Linked DNA regions of Gossypium arboreum: region 1 is linked to region 2. A link is a contact called in public Hi-C data. All regions are on one chromosome and are shown on one strand. The core of a region is the stretch at or near the end of the contact, and the rest is flanking DNA. Distances in the headings are between cores, read along the strand shown.

Evidence for each region. A called contact is a pair of places that touch in the nucleus more often than the background predicts.
Region 1: a Hi-C map of leaf shows a contact between it and region 2, with 3 times the contacts expected there. The contact joins the promoter of LOC108457936 here to the promoter of LOC108484143 in region 2. A contact is called at or near these places in 2 of 5 Hi-C or Micro-C datasets (both in leaf).

Annotation. Positions count from the first base shown.
Region 1 is chr6:50,225,077-50,230,093 of ASM2569848v2, forward strand. LOC108457936 (ethylene-responsive transcription factor 4-like) reads right to left here and starts at 1,831. Exons shown (of 1, transcript XM_017757150.2): 1 at 559-1,831. The coding sequence starts at 1,590. The coding sequence ends at 904.
Region 2 is chr6:49,534,111-49,538,764 of ASM2569848v2, forward strand. It overlaps LOC108484143 (auxin-repressed 12.5 kDa protein-like), which reads right to left and starts at 2,323. Exons shown (of 4, transcript XM_053029518.1): 1 at 2,117-2,323; 2 at 1,849-2,035; 3 at 1,477-1,558; 4 at 928-1,336. The coding sequence starts at 2,225. The coding sequence ends at 1,486.

The sequences.
Region 1 (5,017 bases), core at 581-3,080, 690 kb after region 2:
TTTTCTTCCCTCTAAAACAATGTACTCTTGGGTCCCACAATCCCAACCCTCTTCCAAACCTAGCCACTTGTGCTCCCACCCTGATTGCTAAACGGAAAATCTCAGAAAGGAATTATAGCGAATCTTTTTTATTATTTCCATCCTTAACCAATGGCATGAAGAAAAAATAATACCAAAACTGTAATTACTATTTATTTGCCCATGGTTTTGGATATTTTGACAAATCTGGTGTTGGGAAAAAATTGGTTCATCTATGCATTTCAAATGGTTCTAAAAATGCAATTACCAGCACCCATTTCCCAAAACTTGAATCATAAGTAATTTTTCAAATTAGTACAAATTAAGGAAGTTTGATAATATATCAATTCAGCAACCAACAGAACAAAACAAAAAGTAATGCGCTCATAACACTAATTAAAAATAGATCAGCAAAACACGTAAAGTTATCCATCATAGATCAAGAAATTGCCGGAATTAGTTTTCAGATTCCGGCAGAAATAATTACTATCAAACCCATAAATATACGTAAATCAAAAAAAGAGGAAACAACTAGCGGGATTAAGGAAACTTGTTGTGCTTAATTCATAGGGGGAAAAATTACAGTAATTAGTTATTAAAACAACAGACAAAACTGATGTTTATCTGCTGCAAAAAAGGAGTTCTTGAGCTAACTATACACATAATCTGGGCCATTCGATTGCCACGATAGATCACATCAAAATATCACAGCTGTTGCCGTAAATTTATCTCTTTTTTTTTTTTGGGTCTCATTTTCTCTAAAATCTACCTTCGATATTTCCTCGGGACTGCTAAGAAAGTTATGTTTAAACAACGAAATTTTAAAAAACTCGTTTTTCTTTTTTGCCTTTCCGCTTTGACGATCTGCCAATATTAAAAAATAAATCAGGCAATTTCCGGCACGGCAGGTTGGTTGAGATCGATATTGAGAAGCGGGCGCGACTTGACCTCGTGGTGGTTCAAATCAACGACGGATGATGAGTCAGAGTCGCTTTGTACACCATTAAACGTCGCATGAAGATCATGATGATCGAATCCAAACCGTTGAAATGGGTGTCCTTTCACTGCACCAGGCCGAACGAACGGTTCAAAGTAGAAAACTTTGCGGCCCGCAATATATGGCACCGGTGAAGCTTGCTGGAAAGGAAATCTAACAGCCGTAGGCACGTAACCGGTAACCGCCTCACCTTGTACGAGGTTGAGATCTAAAGGCGAAGAGTCAACCATGAGCGCCGGCTCACGGCTCGAGGATTCCACGGTGCTACTCTGGCTAGGGCTATGGTGGTGGTTGTTACCATTACTTTTACAGTTATTACCTTTGCCGAGATTCTCACAAGGGACCGGAAAATTAGTCTTGGCCTTGGCGCCGCGAAATTCCCTAGCGGCGGCGTCGTAGGCTCTGGCTGCTTCCTCGGCCGTATCAAAGGTTCCTAGCCAAACACGGCTCTTCTTCCCTGGATCTCTGATCTCAGCAGCGTAACGCCCCCATGGACGCTTCCTTACTCCTCTGAAATGAACCTCGTTATTATTCCCAGTACCCTTGACGGCCGCCGTTTTCTCCCTCGGTGCCATTTGAGAAGGGAAAGCCTCAGTTTTCTGTTTTCCGCTTGAAGAAAACGAAGAGTAGGGCTATGTTTTAATGTTCTCCTTTGGTAAAAGGGTATTTATGTGTGGGGTTGAGATAGAATGGAGGAGGGCGAAGCGAGGAGGATTTTATAGAAGGGGAGGAGAGGAATCGGCGAGGAATTGAAGCAGAGTCTAATGAAGGGTACAGTCAAGGAGGGATTTGACTGAGAGGGCGGCTGCCTGGTGGCAGTTTTGTAAATAACGTGACACGTGGGTTATCTTATTTATATCATCATGGCTATTATTATACTATTATCTAACGGATGTTATGATACTGTTGATTGCGTGCGGTAGTATGGGTCTCCATCTCACACTCTCTTCCATCGCGTCCTTTCACACAAAGTGGTGGAAATGGGAACAAGTCGCGTGGGGTAGGGATGTGAAGTGAGAAGAGGGAGTTCCAAAAAGTTGTCGGCATATTCTGCTAACTCGCCGCGTGACATTTGGTTATTTTATGGGTTGATACGATAAATAAGGAGTGGGGGGCGCTGGCTAGTGGCTAGCCCTTTATTTTATTTGTTAAGCCCCGACCCAGCTCCTTTTGAAGCGCTCGCTTGGACCAACAGGTGTTCCTCAGCAATCCAATTACAAGTGGGCACGTTTCATTTGTTCCTTACGCGTGTTGATTGCCACTTAGCAGTCGTAGAAACAAAAACAATAAAGCCTCCTCAGTCTAACGCCTGCTGCCCACATGATTAGCTTCTGACGTCTAGTATCATTTTCACCCGACAGCTCCCACCCTCACTCTCTTTCAACTTCTCGTCAATCTCACGCTCATTTACCCGCTTTTTAACATGGAATTGTTTGAATTTGTGATCAAGAAGCAGTAGTAATAATTTAATAATTATTTGTTGGTTTGTTGGTTAAGAGAGTGTATGAAATAATAAAGTGGAATAACAACTAAAGAAGTGGTCATAGAAATTGAGAAGGTAAATCTTATTACAACAACCGTATAGAATAAAAAAAGGGTTTAGTTTCTTAATGAGTTGTGTTTTCTAGAAAATTCGTAGATTATAGGACAAATGTTTATATAATTAAAAAATAGGGTGGTGTGGGGGACAGCCTGGGGGGCTGCCCACAAAAATTTCCTAAGATTTCACGCTCCACAACACAGCCACCAATTTTCTGCTGCCGGCTGTTGAGCGGAAACGTTAGGCCCCACACCTTTGAAATTAATTTAAAATTATGGTTGAGCCTCATTTCATTCTAACGGAAAAAATAGGAATTTTTTTTTTAAATTTTAAGTTAATTGAGTAGAATTATTCGACAGTTTCAGATAATTTGAATAAATAAATTAAGTTTTAAGTTCTAGTTAAATTGAATTTTATAATTTAAATAACTTAAATAATGAATTAATGTATATATACCTTTGGTCTTTGCTCAATTTTAAGAATGAGTTAATTGGTCTTTCTTTCAATAAAAATTTAAATAATTTTTAAATATTTAATTTTTATAAAATTTTAAAATTTATATTTTAAAATTTTTTATAAAAATACAAAAATTCTAAAGAATATATAAAATAGTTTTAAAAAATTATAAAATAATAATTTTGAAAACTTAAATAAGTAAATTAACTATTTAAGTTGATTATACTAAAATATCTTTTTTATTTTACTTTGAAATCGAAAGAGTTTTTAAATATATATAGTTTCAAATATATATATATATATATATATACTCTAAAATAGAATTAATTATACGGTGACAAGATTTTAATTTAACATATTTAATTTTTTAATTTAACTCTATCACCTTATTTGATTTAAAAAAATCAAATAGAATTAAAATAATAAAGTGAGACTCATCAACTTAATTAACTCAATATTTTTTACTCAATTTTATCCTAGTATTCACCTCTATTTAAAACCATCATGTTGTTCTACTGCTTCAAAATCTCACTTCCATTTCAATATTTCATTTTCCTTGGTATGAAATTTTAATTTAGCACTGATTGGTACTTATGTAATTCAAATTTATGATTTTTTAGGATTGACGTGAAAAGAGTAGAGATATAATGAACTGGTAAAAGAATCAATAAATTTTATTTTTATATTTTTATAAATATATTTTATAAGGTAACATATTTAACTTATATTCTTTCCGTGTGTATTTCGATGAGAAATTTAAGACTTCTTTGTTTTGTTTTGTTTTTTTTTCAAACTGCTAATCTTTTAAAATGTAATATTTCAAAATCCTAGATTTCGTGAGGTTTTTTTCGGTAAATAATTTTACAAAAGATTAAATTATTTAAATTTCATGACTTAAAAATAATTATAAAAGGAATAATAATATTAAAATTATAAAATACTTTTCTAGAATATAAAAATATACGATATAAATATCATTAGATTTGTAAAAATATATTTGTACCAAGATATAGATAACCTTTTAAAATTATAAATATATTTTAGAATTAATAAAAATGTTATTACATTATTTACCTTTAAAAGTTGCTCTTAATTATCACTTTAGTACCTAAAGTTTTGTTTGTATTTTGATACCTAAAGTTTCCAATTTAGTATTAGGTTTCCCTAACCATTAACAACGTTAAGAAAAAGCTGAAGGGGTGTCCTCCCTGCAAACCCACGTCGAACAATCTTTATTTTCTTTAAATAAATTAAAATATAGAAAAATATAAAATTATGAAAAATCCTAAAATGAAAATATATAATTTTTCTTCGAAAATAGGTAAAATATTTTAAAAATGAATATTCAAAAAGAGAAGAATTTAGAAAAAATAGAAAAAAACAAAAAGGAATATAGGTTTATAAATATCTATAGTACTTTTTAATAATTTTGAATGTCTTTCAATTTTTTTAATATTTTGCATTTTAGGAACAAAAATAAAAAAGGAAAAATCATAAAAAGAAAAGAAAATCAGAAAAATAGTCATGCAACGAACATTTTTACTCAAATATACAAAATATATAAACTGTACATATACTTATATTTTCCTACTTTTTCCCCAATTTTTTGTTCTTTTATATTTTATATATTTAAAAATGGAAAGTATATTTTTATTTTTGGATATTGTTTTTATTTTTTATTTTTAATTTTTTGAGATTTTCTAAATTTTTGCTATTTCTTTTGAACTTATGCTCTTGTTGTACTATATACTTGGAATAATATTTGGTACACCTCAAATGGAGTTTTAAACTCTATAAACAAGTTAAGGGTTAACAAGTATCTTATAGGAGTATAATAAAATATTAAAAATATTTTTAAAAAGTGACAAATGACAATTTTCTAAAATTGATTGTGGAATACAAAAAAAAGTATATTATCATTGTATTAAATACTAACCTTATATATATTAAAAAAAAAAGAAGAAGAAGAGCAAAGTATATATATTTAAAAAGGAAAGTATATTTTA
Region 2 (4,654 bases), core at 1,073-3,572:
CAAAATATCAAATACTAACAATTGACCTATATAATTGTTAACATTTATATTTTATTATTTCATATTTAAAAATAAGAAAAAATTAATTGTTTCCAGACACTTTAGTTTATGTTCAATGTTAATTTATTTTAATGTTCAAAAATAGATTAATTTAACTATTAGTAAAATTAATTTGAGTTAAACAAAAATAAAGGAAAACGAATTTAGCTTGAGGTTAAACTATCCTTCTTGTCTATGTACTATTCATATAATTAGAATTTAGTCCTTTAATTTTTATTTACAATAATTGTTATCTAATTTTCAAATTTCAAAATTCAAGCAACATCGATAAAATTCTTCTATTAAATTTACTTGTATGACATTTTGAAATAAAAAAATTTTTCACTTGATAGTCATGTAACAAAAAATGATATTGTAATGAACATGAATTTAATGGTGCTGACAATTAGATTTAAAATTTAAATGAACACAAAGTATAAGGACTTAAACACAAATTCAATATTTCTACTTCAAAAAAAGAAAATCTATTAATTCAAGTAGGGTTGGTTTACAAATTACGGAAGAAAAAGGACAAAAGGTAGGGGAGAATTTCAAAGAAAAGGACCTATCAATTACCAATTACATTAAGTAGTCATTATGAAACTTTAACTTAAAATTTGAATGTATGTGCAAATCTATTTAGATTTAAATTTTTTTTTGGATATATCATAATATTGATTCAGATAATATTTACTACTAAATAACATGAATTTGAAGTTTTAATATTGAGTTAATATATAAATTGTATGCATTATTAATTTGGTGAATTTTCAAAGGTTGTGATGAAATGGGTAAGCAAATAGATCCCCGCCACCTCACCACACCACCTTAATCCTTATCCACTTTTCTTACCTAAATAATGCAATCCACAAAAATGTTCACATCAAGTTAAAAACCCAAAATTAATTAATAAGTTGATGTTCCAATCACATACTAACGCAACATCATTCATACAATACCCCTTCCCTTTATTTAATAATTATTTAATATAGCAGCAGCTGCCGCCGCTCACGGCCGGGATCTTGAATGACATAAGGTCATCGACCACCCTGCGCTGCCGCTTACTCTTTTAAACATCTTACTTACTACTACTACTAAATTGACCCATTGAAGAACTTTTAAAAAGGACGATATATATATTTACATGCAAATCCTGCTCCTTCAGTAGCTGCAACCTTCTGCTAGTGGTTTTGCTACCATCCGCCGCCGTCAGCCACCGCCTAATCAACGGTGATGCTTGCTCCGGGTCTCCCCGCTGTAAAGCCTGCATCCCATCCCATCCGGACCAAACTTTCTTCTTAAATTTTAGTTAACACCCAGAAATTAGATCCATGCAAATTACACTAATTATTAATCTTTGGTTATTTATCATCTTATAGTAAATTGACAAGAATAATTAAAAAGAAAAGCTTATAAATGGATTAATGTAATAATTACAGCATACTGTTATTTCCACGCAGCTACCAAACAAAGAGCCAAGTTTTCCGGCATGATCTGTCTCTGAGCCTCCGTTTGGTTGCTGAGAAAACGTTAGGAAAAAAAAAAAACAAACAGGAAAGTTTTTGAGGCTTCCTTTTTGAAAAACTCTTCATTTTTGTACTATATATTAAAAAGAATCCAAATTCCAAAACATCTGGTTAATATATATATATATATATATGACTCTTCTATGATTAATTTTCTCAGCAACCAAACAGATGGGGATCACAAACATCCAAAAAGCAAAATCAAAGTCCCACTTATATATATCCAATTATCCAAGCTAGCATGCATGCAAATAACTGAACAAGAAAAAAAATCTGTACGAACCAGTCATAAACAGTAGGAGAGTTAGGTTGAGGCTTGTCGAAAACTTCAGCGCCAATACCTTTGGTTGCAAGGTTGCTACCTGGATTGAACACGCTCCTCCACACGTTGTCCCTACGAGCCGACACCGGCGTCGATGGTGTCCCAGGTGTCGTCGGACTCGTCGGCATCGCCATTGATGAAGCCTCATCTAATGAAAAGATTCAATTTCAGAGTGAAACTTAAATGTCCACAATACAAATGATGAAATGCAAAAGCTAATTGTTTTTACCTTTGGTGGACAAGGGTGGGGTGGTGGTGATCTTCCTCAGCCGGCCAAGGCCACGTTCCGGTTGAGGTCCGGCCACTACATCATCCCAAAGTTTCTCTAGCAGAACCATTTTTCTTTTCTTTCAATTATATCTCTTCTCTGTTTGTGTTTTTAGTGCTTTTGGGTGGCTTTTATTTGGCGGCATATATAGAGGAAGATTCAGCCCAAAATATCTTTCCTGCCTACTAATATGGATATTGATTTTTGCTATTTCCAATCATTTGCTATCCGGACAACATTCATTTATTACTTTAATTTTAAGATATAAATTATTATTTTACATATTGTAAGTAAAAATTACAAAGGAGTATTACGATTGTTTTAAATATATATTTTGATTTTTTAAAAATTAAATAAGAATATTTTGATTAGATGCAATTGTATATAAAAATTTTAATTTTAATTTAATTATATAAAGAAAGTCCTAACTATTAGTTTACTTATTATATATATAAACAATTATATTTATTTATTATGAAGATGATTGATTTTTTCTAAATGTGTTAGTGTATTTTCATATTGCTTGCTACTTTTAATTAAAATTAGTTTAAAATAAACTAACTAAAAAATAGGATATAATTTTTAGTTTAGTGGGTACAATTAATTAAGCTTTAATTCTTAATTCGTTTAATTATACCAAAAGAGAGTTATTATACAAAATTGAAAATGTACTATTTAAATAAAAATCTTTAAATTTTAATGAATATTGGCAATAGAAGATTGAAGAGTGGAGATATGGAAACGGATGGATAAGAATGAGTAAAGGGAAAGGGACCCGCAAAATAGTATTCTCAATTAAAAATCAGAAGAGAAGAGGAGAGAGTGGGTTAAAGGTTTCAGTCACAAGTGTGACCCTCTCATACAAGTTTTGTCCTATTCTTCTCGACAGCATCATCATGTATTACAAGATGACACGTGGATCTCATTCCCTTACATCATTATGGAACTTCTTTCAATGAGCTTTTCATAATAGTTTATGTAATTAATTACTTAAATTCTTACGAAATTTATAATATTTTATTTAATTGGCTGATATATATTTTTTAAAGAAAACTGTCAAAATATATTAAAGAGAATCTCAGGCCACCCAAAAGCAAGAGAGTAAGAATACCCTCCATTTTAGATTAACCCAACCCTTTGCATGCTTGGAAAAGAATCGTTCTAAATTTTCGATGCTAGTGAATCGCTCTAAATCTGGAACATTCTGCAAATTACTAGTTTCAGTTTCAGTTTCAGTTTCAGTTTCAGTTTCAAGATTACTAGCCATTCTTCAACACAACCAAGGTTCGTCTATGCATAGATTGTCTATCCATTTGCACCATTTCCTGTACTGCCACTGGAACTTCCACCACCCACCACACATTTCAGTTCCGACTTAACCCTTCTCTGGCCAACAGGTGAGCCATTCTATTACCTCCTCTTTTTATATGTTGAAATTTAATTCATTCAAACATAAATGTAACACTTTCATACTTAACTCGATTGTCGGGTCACAACACCATGGTATTATATTTATTGCCAGAGTAATTGCTATTAAATTCAATTTATTTTATCATTTTAATCGCGTTACTAAGATTAAATAGAGTTTAAAACATAATTAAAAAATCTATATTAATTCAATTCGAACTTTCGATGGCACTTATAACAATTTATAATTGAATTAGGACTAAATTACAAAATTTTCAAAACCCCGATCTGTCCTTGTGACGTTTCGGTTTCTCATTACGATGTCACTCATTGACTTGAGTTCGTCACAACGTGGTACATTCGACGTCGCGATGTGCACCCTATTTCGTCAATTTTTCCATACTTCAATTTTTTTTTACCACCTAAGTCTTGTTTAATTAACATATTCCAGATCAACTCAACTAATGCATCATTCATATCATTCACATGTATCTATTTTTATATTTCAACATCATTTGATTCTCAATCAAATTTATGAGATTAGCACTACTTTTAAAATTTTACACATAAGCCCATTAAATCATCATAAAACAATTATTCACTTAATGTTTCATCAATTCATTTACACTTTACTTGTATATTAGCAATTCCATCATTTATAAAAACTTTTTAATATTACGCTTTTTATTATTTTTCCTCCACCTTCTCTCCATTTGACATCTTATAAGTGTATATATATTTATACGAGTGTTTATAACTTCTAGTATAGCATGCTTATATCCAACATTAATTATGTTTTCACTAATTACATATTTTTAACAGGGTTGTCCACTAGAGTAGTAGTCACTAAATTATTTATATCTTGACCTACAAAATTTGAAATTAAGATTTGCTTTTTGTTTTTGAAACTAGACTCAATGAAATTTTTACAACAAAATTTTAAGAATTTCTACTTAAGTCAATTAATATAGTTTATTCTTTAAATCTTCCCCTGTTCTACTGCTAGGCAACTATGACCATTCTTCACTAAAAAATTATTATCTTTTAGCATAATTCTTGTATTAAGTTTCTATTTTTTCCCTTGAAAATAGA